Regions from separate parts of the Sus scrofa genome. Here regions 2 and 3 are each linked to region 1. Evidence: chromatin contacts called from public Hi-C and HiChIP or PLAC-seq data. All regions are on one chromosome and are shown on one strand. Each heading gives the region's core, a stretch centred on a gene start, on an enhancer-like site or on the middle of the called end of the contact. The rest is flanking DNA. Distances are from core to core; before and after follow the strand shown.

Region 1 (3,958 bases), core at 589-3,088:
TGTATGGAGAAAGAGTTATTCGATTTCAGCACCAAATATTATGATGGTAAAAAGGACTAGTTCACCAATATTTCATCTTATGTACAACTTTTTTTTTTTTCCACTAGTTTACTGTGTACTTTATCAATGGCTACATCCAGCATTATCCCTATAGTGAGAACTGAAACCTTTCTTCATCTTGTAGATATCTCATGTCAAAACCAAGAAATCCAAACTAGAGAAAGCTGTGTCTTGTTTAAAAAAAAAAAAAAATTCCCAGAAAGCATTTTTTTTTTTAATGTGATGAACATAATGATTACTTACAATAAAAAAGCCTTGAAAGGCTTCACTTGTTCTAAGATTATTCATGCAGCAATTATGCTATTGATGACAATCTGTTTTTATGATAATATATTATAAGCTATTCTGAACCCACTCAACAAAGCAGAGTCAAAAGCGTGCAGTCTTCCTCAGGACCTCTCTTGCCAACACACCTATTCATTTCCTTGATTAGAAAAAGCTAAAATCACAGACTTAAAAAAAAAAGAGATAAAGTGCAAATCAGTTGGAATCTACATTGAAATGTAACTTGTAATTTTAAAGAATCACAAGAGAGAGAAATTGTTGGGTCCTCTGACATAGTTTGGATGATCTTATTTATCTTTGTACAAATACTGTGCATGCGAGCACTCATAGTGTGTGTACAGCATAAAGGAAGGGAACCTCCTTTTCTTTATAATTTGCCGAGAGCAAAAGGGCATTCCTGTCTCTGATTTTAAATTTGACTTTGCATTGCTGTAGGTCTTCAAGTAACTACTCTTACTTCAAGTGAGTGTTATTATTTGAGTTCTTAAGCCTTTTGCTTCTTTCTGCAGAGTACGCAGCCTATTCATGAAAGTCACGTGAAATTATTGTGGTTGTTTTATGTTGGATGGTCTAGACAAAAAGTAGAATAGCTTTTTTTTTTTTTGCTTTTTAGGGACACACCTGCGGCCTTTGGAGGTTCCCAGGCTAGGGGGCGAAACGGAGATGTAGCCGCTGGCCTACCCCACAGCCACAGCAGCTCAGGATCCGAGCCACATCTGCAACCTACACTACAGCCCACCCCAACACTGGATCCTTAACCCACTGAGCGAGACCAGGGATCGAACCCACAACCTCATGGTTACTAGTCGGATTCATTTCCACTGTGCCATAACGGGAACTCCTGAATAGCATATTAAAAGAAGGTGTGCTTCCTGATCTTAAACAGGTTAAATCTCATCTTGTCTCACTCAAGTATGATCACAACATTAAACAGATTATGTCCACGTGGGCAGAGTAGAAGTGCCTCACTGAAGCTTCTATTGGACGTCATCATCCATGTTCATGGTCTGTAAAGTTTACTCGTTAGTGTATGAAAGATGCATTTTATCCTCAAGAGCAAAGATTTTGGCTTTATTTCTCTTCTTTCCTCTTCATTTTGACTTGTAGATATACTTTGGGTAAGTCCTTTGAAAACCCGTTTTAAAAAAAAAAGCTGGTTGAAGCTGCTGAGGGGAAACAAATTGACTACCATCTTGGTCTTCTTTGTAAACTGGGTTACAAAACTATTTGACTATGTGAATTAAATTTAAAAACAGGTGTAGAGGTCAGGATAAAGGAATGTAGCTAGAGAAAAGTAGAATGAAACCCAGTGTGAGATCACACTTAAAAGGCACCCTGCTTTTGTAGCGCCCTCAAGCAGGTCACTCTAGTAACACAAGATTCAGGCTGACTGGGGTGAATACTCAGTAAAGGCAGGACATGCATTTGGTTTTCTACTTTGTAGCAGCCCAGGAAATGAGGGAAAATAACCTCTGATGAGAACCTCTTGAAGATTAAGGGAAGTCCACTAGCCAGAGCTGAATCACTCTCAACAAATGAGGCAAAAGGAGAGAATGAAACCGATTTTCTCTATGAGTTTTTCTCTGTCTTGGTCTCTGTTTCTGTTTCTCTTTTCCTCTCCCTCATTCTGGGATTGAGGCTGAGTCAGTGCAGCTGAATCCTCTGCAGTTAGAGGTGCTTAAGGTACAATGTTATTGTTCTCTGAATTGGGCTGTTCAATGAACAGAATTTTAAAATCCACTTACCTCTGTTATTTTCAGAAAGGAAGGGCGTGGTGTAGTTGATCATCTGAAAATATCATGGTAATACCATGTAATTTTATTTTAGCTTTGAAATACAACCGTGGGACTTAAAACCCAGTATGCTACAACCAGTCACGACCAGCTGGCATTGCAGAAAACAGAAAGTCACCAGCCAAGCAAAAGCAAGAGCTAAGGGAAAGTCCTTGCTGACAGCTGATTGGCCTGCCCCGGTGGTAGAGGAGCTGTGTGTTCCTTACAACGCTGAGACAGCTATGGCCAGGGAACCCAGGGATTTCTATCATCAGGCGAAAGTGGCTCTTGATTTTGAATGCCCAGGGGTCAGTGGGTTTTGATGATGCGGAATCTTGTCCTGTTACTGGTTCTGTGACCCTGAGATATTACTTCCCCATTTCTCATCTATTTCCTCTCAATGTGAATTGGACTGGGAACCTTTAAAGTCCTTTCCAGGACCCAACGTTCAAGCGGGGCAGTCATATCCTCTCTACGTGCGTTAACATGGAATACATTTTTACCCTTCTGTAGCCAAACTGAATTCTCATAGTCCCTATTCCAAAGATGGGAGAGATAGACAGACAGACAGAGACAGAGACAGAGAGAAATAGAAAGAGGGAGTAAACAATGAAGCAAACCACCGTTTTATTTTGCCACTTCAGGGTACCTTATTTTCTTCTAGATAGAATTTAGTCTTTGGTATAGTTACTCTGAATTTAAATTTAGTTGATTCAAAATTCAAGGTCTTTGTTAGGGTTGTCTTTTCCTCTCTAGGGCTGCGCCTTGTCTGCTTGTCTTTGCCGTGTTCCCCCCCCCCCAATACTGCTTCTCCTCATGATGGTTTCTGGGTGCAAAGGGACACCTGTATGGACTGTGGGGTAGGCGGGTCTGGCCTGGGGTGGCCTCCACCTGATTGTCTCACACCACCAGTCCCTGCTCATCCTTCTGACAAGTACCAGCATCTGAGCTGGTGCCCATGGATGTAGTCACGCCATCTGATCTTCAGGCCCATGGACTTTGTGCCCTGGTTGTCCTGTTCCTGTGGGGGTCAGTAACTCAAAGGCTCTGTGCCTAATAAGCTATGTTCCATTTCTACTCCCCTGAATCTAAACTATGATGGCTTAGGACACAGGAGGATCTCTCTCTCTCTATGTGTCTTTTGGTGTCAAGCAGACTCTTCTTTCCTTGGGTCCTTCTATTTCTCCTTCCTGCCTCCTGATTGGGAGGAATGCTTTCTCTTGTTCGTTAGAATATCCTATTCTTATCATAGCGCACCTCTTATATCCTTCTATGTTTCCTGCTAAGCATCCTATATTCAAGTCCTCTAGGCTTTATGGCCTTGAAGTCTGAAAAAGTCTATTCCCCCTTGATTAACCAAGTTTGGCTCTTGCAAATTAGAAATAAAAGATCTGGCTCTCATCTTCCAAAACGTGCATGATCGGCTTATTTAAGAAGTAAGAAGCTGAAATCTGGCTGCACTCTTCCTTGCTTCTTGGCAAGAGATTCTAAGACTTCCGTGGGCAGAGGACAAAATGAGTAACAAGAGCTAAGAAGAATGAAAACGACAGCAGCTAATATCTCAATATGTCCTTTTAAAATGACCCTGGGTTCTACTTCTGGAGAGGTGGAATAAGCATGCTTTTCCCTGTTTCTCCTGCTAAGAGCAATGACCTCTGGACATTACACATAAAACAAACATAAGGATGCTCTGAGAGGCAGAGAAAAGGTGGATTGGCTAGGGACCTTGAGACCCAGCAAATAACACTGCAGTGATTTGACTGGATTTTTTCCCCCCTCATATATCCTAGACTTGGAGCTGAATAACTAACAATCTGGAAATACCAACAAACACAGACCAA
Region 2 (3,624 bases), core at 793-3,292, 170 kb before region 1:
TCACAGCAACGCCAGATCCTTAACCCACTGAGCGAGGCCAGGGATCGAACCCGCAGCCTCATGGTTCTTAGTAGGATTCGTTTCCACTGAGCCATGACGGGAACTCCGTAATCACCTTTTTAATGCAATAGATATGAACAGTGAATTCACAAAAGAGGAAACTCAAATGACCAAGAAACATATGAACAAATGCTCAATGGTGAAGAAGTACAAATTAAAGCCAAAGTGAGGCATCACTTCACACCCATCATATCGGAAAAAGTAAAGTCTGCAAACACCAGATGTTGCCAAGGATGTGTGAAAGCAGGAACTCATACATCACAGGTGGGAGTGTAAACCGGTGTGACTATTCAGGAGAGCAATTTGGCAATACTTCATGGAGTAGAAGGCGTGTTTTCTCTCAAACATAGTAATGTCACATCCAGGTATGGTAAAACCCCACGGTAAGCTGAAAACAGATTTGAAGCGTTAGCAGTTGGCCCAGGCTTTAGATCACCCTGGGGGCGGCTAACGTCTTCTCCTCTGTGGGGTAGGTTCCCACACCTCCAAGACTTTCCCAGCCAATCTTCTCCTCATTAGGCCAAAGAAATGAATGCTAACTAGGAAACCCCTGCCTGTGCCAAGACCCAGAATCACCCCTGGTAATAGTGAAAGCCTGAGCAGACAACTACCAGGAGGCTCCAAACTGCACGTGGGACTTCCACAGACCGGGAGAGGCTGGGGAGACTGAATTTGACCTAACCTGGCTGAGGCGAGTTGAAGGATGTGAGTAATCATATGTGCTGGTTATGATATAAGAGGTAACTATAGGAAGCTCTGATAAAGAATTATAACAACAGAGCAAGCCTGATGAAAAAAATCAGGAACAAAAGAAAAAAAAGGATGTCAGAGTAGCTCAATGTAGCTATGGGTACAAATTAACTGTCTGTTGAGTGTTTACTAAAAAAGTAGGATGAAGAGGTCCCTGGTGGCCCAGTGGGTTAAGGATCCAATGCTGTGGCTCTGATTACAGCTGTGGTGTGGGTTTGATCCCTGGCCCGGGAATTTCTGTTTGCTGTGGGCACAGCCAAAAAAAAAAAAAAAAAAAAAGGAGGATGATGTTTATAAACTGTGGCTTTAACTCCAAATAAATAAAGAAGGAAATTCATTATACTTCTGTAGCCACTTATGGGCTATATCTGCAGGCACTGAGGTTTTTTTTTTTTGTTTGTTTGTTTGTTTTTTTCTCAGTAGTAAAAATAGCTAACTCTCTATTTGTGAATTGGCATGTTCCTTTGGGCCTCAATTTCCTTCTTATTTCAACAATTTGGCAATAAGGATGGTGTATCTCAAGTGAGTCCAGTGAAATTGTTAGATTTGTGGCCACCTTTGATTCAAGAGAAGGTAGGAGACCCTGAGTGTTTGCTAAAAAGTGTCCCTTTGACTACTTTGGCTCAGTGGGATTGGGTTCCCGGGGAAAATGCCAAACTCTCACTGCCAATTCTGAGTTACTATTGAGCAAAATGGATAATACTTGAAGGTTGCATGTGATTCAACCCTGGCTTTAATGTAGAAAAAATCCAAGGAGCCTGCCAACAGGTCTCTTTCTTAAAAGGCTTATTTTACTCTGTCCTGTTTGGAATAGGCATGCTTATAAAAAAAAGTCCTGCTTTGCAAATGGCCAAAGGAAAGCTCATTTGAAGTAGACAGATTGGTATATTTATATTTAGGAAAACCCTACTTAAAATAAAAAGATCATTGTATCTCTGGCTCTCAGGAAATAAATGAAAGAGTGAACTGGACAGCCCAAAAAGAATGAATAAAAAAAAAAGTGAAGGAAGAGATCAACAAACTGAAAGCACCTTTCTCAGCCCTTCTCTGCTTCAATCTGGGGCCGAGAAGGAGGAGAGGATGACCTCTTGGACTGATGGTTCCCAAGGGCTTCAGGATCTGGGCATAACTTCCCTTTGGAAGGAGGAGAGCTGCCCGCCTGACTTGTATGTTCTGGCGTGCATGCCACCTCCAAGATTCCCCTACACTCAATATGCAAAACACAGCCAAGGAAGCAGACATGACTCAGAGGAAGGAAAAGGACTCGGAGAATTTGAGTAAGAGACTGTCTAGCATTAAGGCAAGATAACCTATAAGCACTAACTTGGAAGGAAGGGCAAACAAAAGGAGTCAGGCTGCCGAACAGCAAAATGAGCCTGAAACTACAGCGCCACACAAACCAACCAACCTAGTTTTCACCTCAGTGTGGAGCTCCAGGGACTCATGCTTCCTAGAAATTATCCAGTACTACTGGGTGGATCAGATGTAGTAAGAGTACCATGCCCCTTCCCCTAGCTGATATCTATCCTAAGAGTTATCTTCCGGTGCCTTGGAAAGATGTGAAAATGTGCCAAAGTTTTCTCCTGCGTGTTTTCAGTTTACAGCCCTGTGCGTGATACTGGCGGATGCTGGAGGGTTGTCTCGGATGAGCCTGCCTGGCTGACAGGACAGGCAGGAAAGGGGCAAGGGGAGTGTGGTGGCCTCAGGCACCTTCTCCAACAACCCAGGCTACCCCTAAGGCCTTGGACACCCACTGTGATGCGCTGCTGAGGGTGCACTCCGAAGTCTTTGTGCAGAAGACAGCCTGGGAGAAGCTGCAGCACTGCCGCTGCCTGAGTGCCCTAGTGATCGCCATCGGTGGTTCACCGGGGCGTTTTCCAAATTAATGGGGGTGATTCAGGGGTGGATCAGAATATACCCTTAATCCCCTCTACTCTCGTGGTAGCCTTGTTGCTGGAATTCAAGCACAAGAAAGAGAAAAGGTGTCTGTACCACAAAGGATCGCTTCCCAGGTACTGGCCACAGTAATCTAGTTTGGGGGGGGAAATGGAGAAAAGTGAAGACAAAAAGAAATTTAAGATTTCAGGGCCATGTGCCTAGTTTGAGTTATTCACAAAGGTGTGGGACTCCAAGGCCTCTCCAATGAGATAAACTCATAGAGTCTCAGGATGTTAATGTTGCCGAGATAAAAATTACCAGACCCTCATGGCTCCAGTGCAATTGTTACAAAGCTCTTGAGTTCCTCCTGGGCAGCCTGGCCGGCTCCGCTCCCGCCCCGAAGAAGGAAAGGGGTTGGCCTGTTCCTCTCCCTGCCCCATAGGAAAATATTTGTTCCCAACCAATCAGCAAATGTACCCTAAGACCTCTCCTCTCTTCTTTGTTCCTGGGCTACAAAAATAGACAAAGGTGCACTGGGGGTCAGCTTTTCCTGATCATCAGGAAGTCAACCCGCTGTGCTGGCAGCGCTTCTTGTCTCAACGAACTCGTCTTTCTCTTCGCCCCACTCAGTCTGGAAATTCTTTTCTAACTGGCGTATGGACCATCACAAAAGGGAGCAGACACTTTTCTGGGGTGAAGAGCAAATAAGATAGGACAGACTGATGGGACGAGACCTCCTGTATAAACCAACGGCTACCATATTCCATACTTCAAGTAGAGGACTTTTAAAACTCTTGGGAGAGGAGGCACCTGAGTGAGTGAATATGTGCAGAGGTCTGTGTGCCATGGGCCAGATTTTGAATGGGAGGTTTTCTAGTATCAATGGCGATTAACTTGCCACACAGGAAACTAACTGCTGGTTTATCAGTCACTGCG
Region 3 (4,096 bases), core at 1,067-3,566, 200 kb before region 1:
AGGGCAGACAGTCCTCGCCAGGCACAGAGTTACCCCTTAAAGATTTTTAGAAAGACCCATACAAAATATGCCAACACGACATTGAATTTTTCTACCTGTCCCTGATGTTTCTCGAGGGCACTAAGTCAGTCTGGTTGTTTTAGAAACAGTGCCCTTCTAAAGGGTACACATAAGGAAACAACCTTTTTTATTTGGCAGAAAGAATGCTGTTTGTCTACTATCAAGGAGCATTTGTTCCGAAACTGGTCTCATAATTTATTTGCCATCTCTGCTTCTCAGGCATTTTTATAACTTGAAAGAAAACCACATACGTTGTGTGGTCTCTTATCAAATTGCTGTTTCTCAGGCCTCTCCTCGGGTATAAGCAGAAGGGGGTGTAGACTCATTGAGCCCTAAGACCTGGGGGGTGCAGTGGAACCAGAGGCTGGGGCTGTGCGGCAGGAGTTCCCAGGCTGTGTGTGAAAAACTACTTGTTATGTATTAAAACATAGAGCCAAAGACAGGAAGCACTTGAAATCATCTACTTGGGCCTTGGTGGTTCGACATTGATTGGGTAACTATCTGAACAATCATGCCAGGCATGTTCTTACTTTCACCTTTTAACAGAAGCATCAGAGGATCTGAGGCTCAAGATCAACAGGTAAAGAAGGCACAGCCTGGGCTGCTGTCACCATAGTAAAGTCCCATGTGCTCCCTCCTGACAGGCCTTTTCCACACAGAGATGTCTGGCCAGGATAGTGATACAGGGGGAGTTATTTAAAAAGAGGTTATAGTGTGATAAGAGGTAAGCACAATTCTAGGTGGCGATGCTGCGTATAAGTTGTTTGTGCAAGTTGGGGGGTGTGGGTTGAGGATTTTCAGCCTGTGGGTGTCAAGCCTGGGCACAGGGCATGGCTGTGCCATGAGTGCATGGGACAGGGGGGAGCTCCGGACAGGTCAGGATGCGTCTTCTGGAAAAGGAGGTGTTTGGACTAAGTGATTTCTAAGACCTATTCTGTTCTTTGAGTCTCCTCCTTTGGAAAGGGAAGGGGGCAGTTCCTGTTGTGGCTCAGTGGAAACGAGTATCCGTGAGGATATGGGTTCGATCCCTGGCCTCACTCCGTGAATTAAGGATCCAGCATTGCATTGAGCTGTGGTGAAGGTCGCAGACTCAGCTTGGATCCTGAGTTGTTGTGGCTGTGAGTGTGGCCCTAAAAACAAACAAACAAAAAAAAAAAAGAAAAAAAAGGGGGGATTAGCCAGTTTTAATGCTAAAGACAAAGGTCACAGGATGGACGGCAAAAGTGGGCAATCAAGAGGCAGAAGGGAGTTGTGAACATGACTTCTTTTCAGGAAACAAGAAATACATGAAGATAACGATCAGTTCAAGCACCACCTGGTCAAACCCCTTCCGAGGAAACAGCGTGTTCAGCTCTCGCTTCCCACCAGAGGGGGAACTGGCTGGATTCCTTCCCGCGCAGGGCAGAACGCCTGCTGTCTACACTCCGTGCTGGGACAGACAGGTAGGGAGTAGCCTCAAAGCAAGAAGCTGATTTTCTTTAGGAACCGCCCACACCCGCCAGATGGGGCAGTGCCAGGAAGAGTGGCCCAGGCTCTTGGAAACTGCAGTCACCCAAAGGGAGCAAGCTGATCACTTCCAACCGGGAGTAATCCACAAGCAGACTTAGGATCCCCCTGGTGGGTGCCCTCCTCACAGACACACCCCTCCTGCCCCCCTGGCCCCTCCTTCCCTTCCAGGCAGGTGGCAGGGTTGCTGGAGCGGGTGACTGTGGAGAAGGGCTCTGTACCCAGTCCTGCTCTCCATGGCCGTAAGGTCGGCCCCTCCATGCCCTGGTTCTGCTGACGGGGCCCGGCTGCCACACCAGAGGGGTGTCTGTCTGACTTGGGGTTCAATGTCAGGGAACCCAGCTGCCCCAGACCTGAGCCCAGATTCTCCAGCACGAGCTTCATCAGTGATGAGGGGGGCCTTGTGGGCTTTACCTGCTTATACTTTTGCTTGAATCAATTTAGCCCAGTGGGTCTCACTTTAAGGAGCATCAGCATCACCCTGCCAGCTGGTGAACCGCAGCTGTGGCCCCGCCCCCAGGGTGTCTGATTCTCAGGTTGCGGGAGGGGCCCGGGAAGATGGGTCTCTACCAGGTACACAGGTGAGGCTGCCGGGCTGGGGTCCCCACACAGACCCGGGGGCGCTGGACGGAGAGAAGGAGTTCTGTTTATTGGCCCCTCCAGCTCCAGAACTGAATGTTCTCAAGGCCGGCTGAGTCAGCTGGGAGCCCTTCGCTCAACCAGGGCGCCAAACGTTCTTTGGTTCGTCTGAGTAATTCTCCCAAATCAATGTCCTTGCTCAGGGACAAATGCTGGTGGCTTAGACTCATTTCTGTTCTAAGTAGAACACGAGATAAATCAATGTCGGCCATAAATCAGCCCTGAAATGCCAGTTTAAAAACAGAATCCACCACACGTGGGCGGTGCTCCTTTGATAAAAACTTGCAGAGCGCTGTGCACACATCAGCATGGAACTGGGCCTTTGGAGAATGCTGAAGTGAGTGCATTTAAAACACTTTCCGTTGAAATGCAAAGTACAAATATTTGCCGATTGGTGGACAGCGCGAAAAAGCTTCACAAACTGGATGCACTAGTGGAACCGGCACAGCAGGAGACCAGAAAGTGACCATTTCTTCCCCCGCCAAGTCCCCTGTGCTTTTCTCAGTCCCTAGGTCCTTGCAGAGGGCCAGTGCTGTCTTGAATTCTCACAGGGAGACCTAGGTTTTACTAAGCTTTACTCAGCTTGTACTTGTCAGTGAATTTTTTTTTTTTTTTTTTTTTTACCTCACAGATTCATGGATTCTTTTTTTTTTTTTTTTTTTTTTTTTTTTTTAGTATTTTCTAGGGCACCCCCAGCATGTGGAAGTTCCTAGGCTAGGGGTTGAATCAGAGCTGTAGCCACTGGCCTACACCACAGCCACAGCAATGTGGGATCCCAGCCGTGTCTGTGACATACACCACACAGCAACTCCAAATCCTCAACCCACTGAGCAAGGCCAGGGATTGAACCCTCAACCTCATGGTTCCCAGTCGGATTTGTTAACCACCGAGCCACGGGAACTCCAGATTCATGGATTCTTAAAAATCACACGCATCTAGGAGTTCTCATTGTGGCTCAGCGGGTTAAGAACCTGACAAGTATCAAGGTTCGATCCCTGGTCTTTCTCAGTGAGTTAAGGGGCTGGTGTTGCTGAAAGCTTCTGGGGCGTAGGTCAAGGCTGTGGCTTGGATCCTGCATTGTTGAGGCTGTGGTGCTCACAGCCTATAGCCGGCAGCTGCAGCTCCAATTTGACCCCTAGCCTGGGAAATTCCATATGCCATGGGTGCGGCCCTAAAAAAGACACACACACACACACACACACACAAAAATCACATGCATCCAGTCTGCCTTGTCGCCTACCTCAGGGCACTTTACTCTGACCTCTCCGGCTGCTGCTCACCGCCCCAAGTCCCCACCTGTTCTGGCAGAGCCGGTCCTCCCTCACCTGTCACAGCTGGGCTTCCCACCTCCAGGTCATTCCACAGGCTCCCCATCCCCATTTCTATTAGTCAGAATGGGTGAGGCTCCAGCTGGTCCTCCACGGGGCCCTCCGCTCTGAGGCTCACCCCTGCTGTGTGCGTTTGGGGCACGATGTCCTCCTGGCTCTTCAGGGACTGGTCATCCCTGAACTGCATAGGACACGTGGTCTCTTAGGCACTGTCGCGGGAGGGCTAGAGATGGGGACCCAACACAGGATCCCAACACCTCCCCCCCACCCCACATGACACGTGTTTCTTCTGCTCATATTTCATTGCTCAAAACTGGTCACATGCCCCTTCTTAGCTCCAGGGGGGCTGGGAGAAGTAGGGGGGCACCCAGAATGTCTGGTGAGCATCACCGTCTCTGCCACGCCAAGGGCACACTCCTCCAGGCTGGGTTATGTCCCCCCCTCACCCTTGGGCACCTGCCACGTGCCCTCTTCTGCATTATCCTACAGTATTTGTATGCTATGCACCCCCAGTTCTCAGCCAGGGCAATTTTGCCTCACAGGGGACATTTGATGAGATTTTT

The links. Hi-C and Micro-C count contacts between places; a contact is called where the count stands out from the background. HiChIP or PLAC-seq counts read pairs in DNA pulled down with a chosen protein or histone mark.
Region 2: an H3K27ac HiChIP or PLAC-seq map of alveolar macrophages shows a contact between it and region 1. The contact joins two enhancer-like sites. A contact is called at or near these places in 1 of 47 Hi-C or Micro-C datasets (embryonic fibroblasts) and 1 of 2 datasets of contacts at active chromatin or transcription factors (alveolar macrophages).
Region 3: a contact with region 1 is called in a Hi-C map of skeletal muscle, with 5 times the contacts expected there. The contact joins two enhancer-like sites. A contact is called at or near these places in 1 of 5 promoter capture datasets (liver), 21 of 47 Hi-C or Micro-C datasets (alveolar macrophages, blood, brain and 13 more) and 2 of 2 datasets of contacts at active chromatin or transcription factors (alveolar macrophages and skeletal muscle).

What each region holds. Positions count from the first base shown.
Region 1 is chr9:38,019,616-38,023,573 of Sscrofa11.1, reverse strand. No RefSeq gene overlaps it. Among named protein-coding and RNA genes, the nearest start is that of ZC3H12C, 110 kb to the left of the region's middle. Within about 2 kb of position 1,838, at least 6 of the 83 cell types and tissues checked have an H3K27ac peak or open chromatin away from gene starts, as enhancers often do. A contact at or near this core is called in alveolar macrophages and skeletal muscle, where this site is marked.
Region 2 is chr9:38,185,644-38,189,267 of Sscrofa11.1, reverse strand. The region is part of intron 2 of ZC3H12C (probable ribonuclease ZC3H12C); the gene reads right to left. Among named protein-coding and RNA genes, the nearest start is that of ZC3H12C, 54 kb to the right of the region's middle. Within about 2 kb of position 2,042, at least 11 of the 83 cell types and tissues checked have an H3K27ac peak or open chromatin away from gene starts, as enhancers often do. A contact at or near this core is called in alveolar macrophages, where this site is marked.
Region 3 is chr9:38,215,806-38,219,901 of Sscrofa11.1, reverse strand. No RefSeq gene overlaps it. Among named protein-coding and RNA genes, the nearest start is that of RDX, 82 kb to the left of the region's middle. Within about 2 kb of position 2,316, at least 9 of the 83 cell types and tissues checked have an H3K27ac peak or open chromatin away from gene starts, as enhancers often do. A contact at or near this core is called in skeletal muscle, where this site is marked.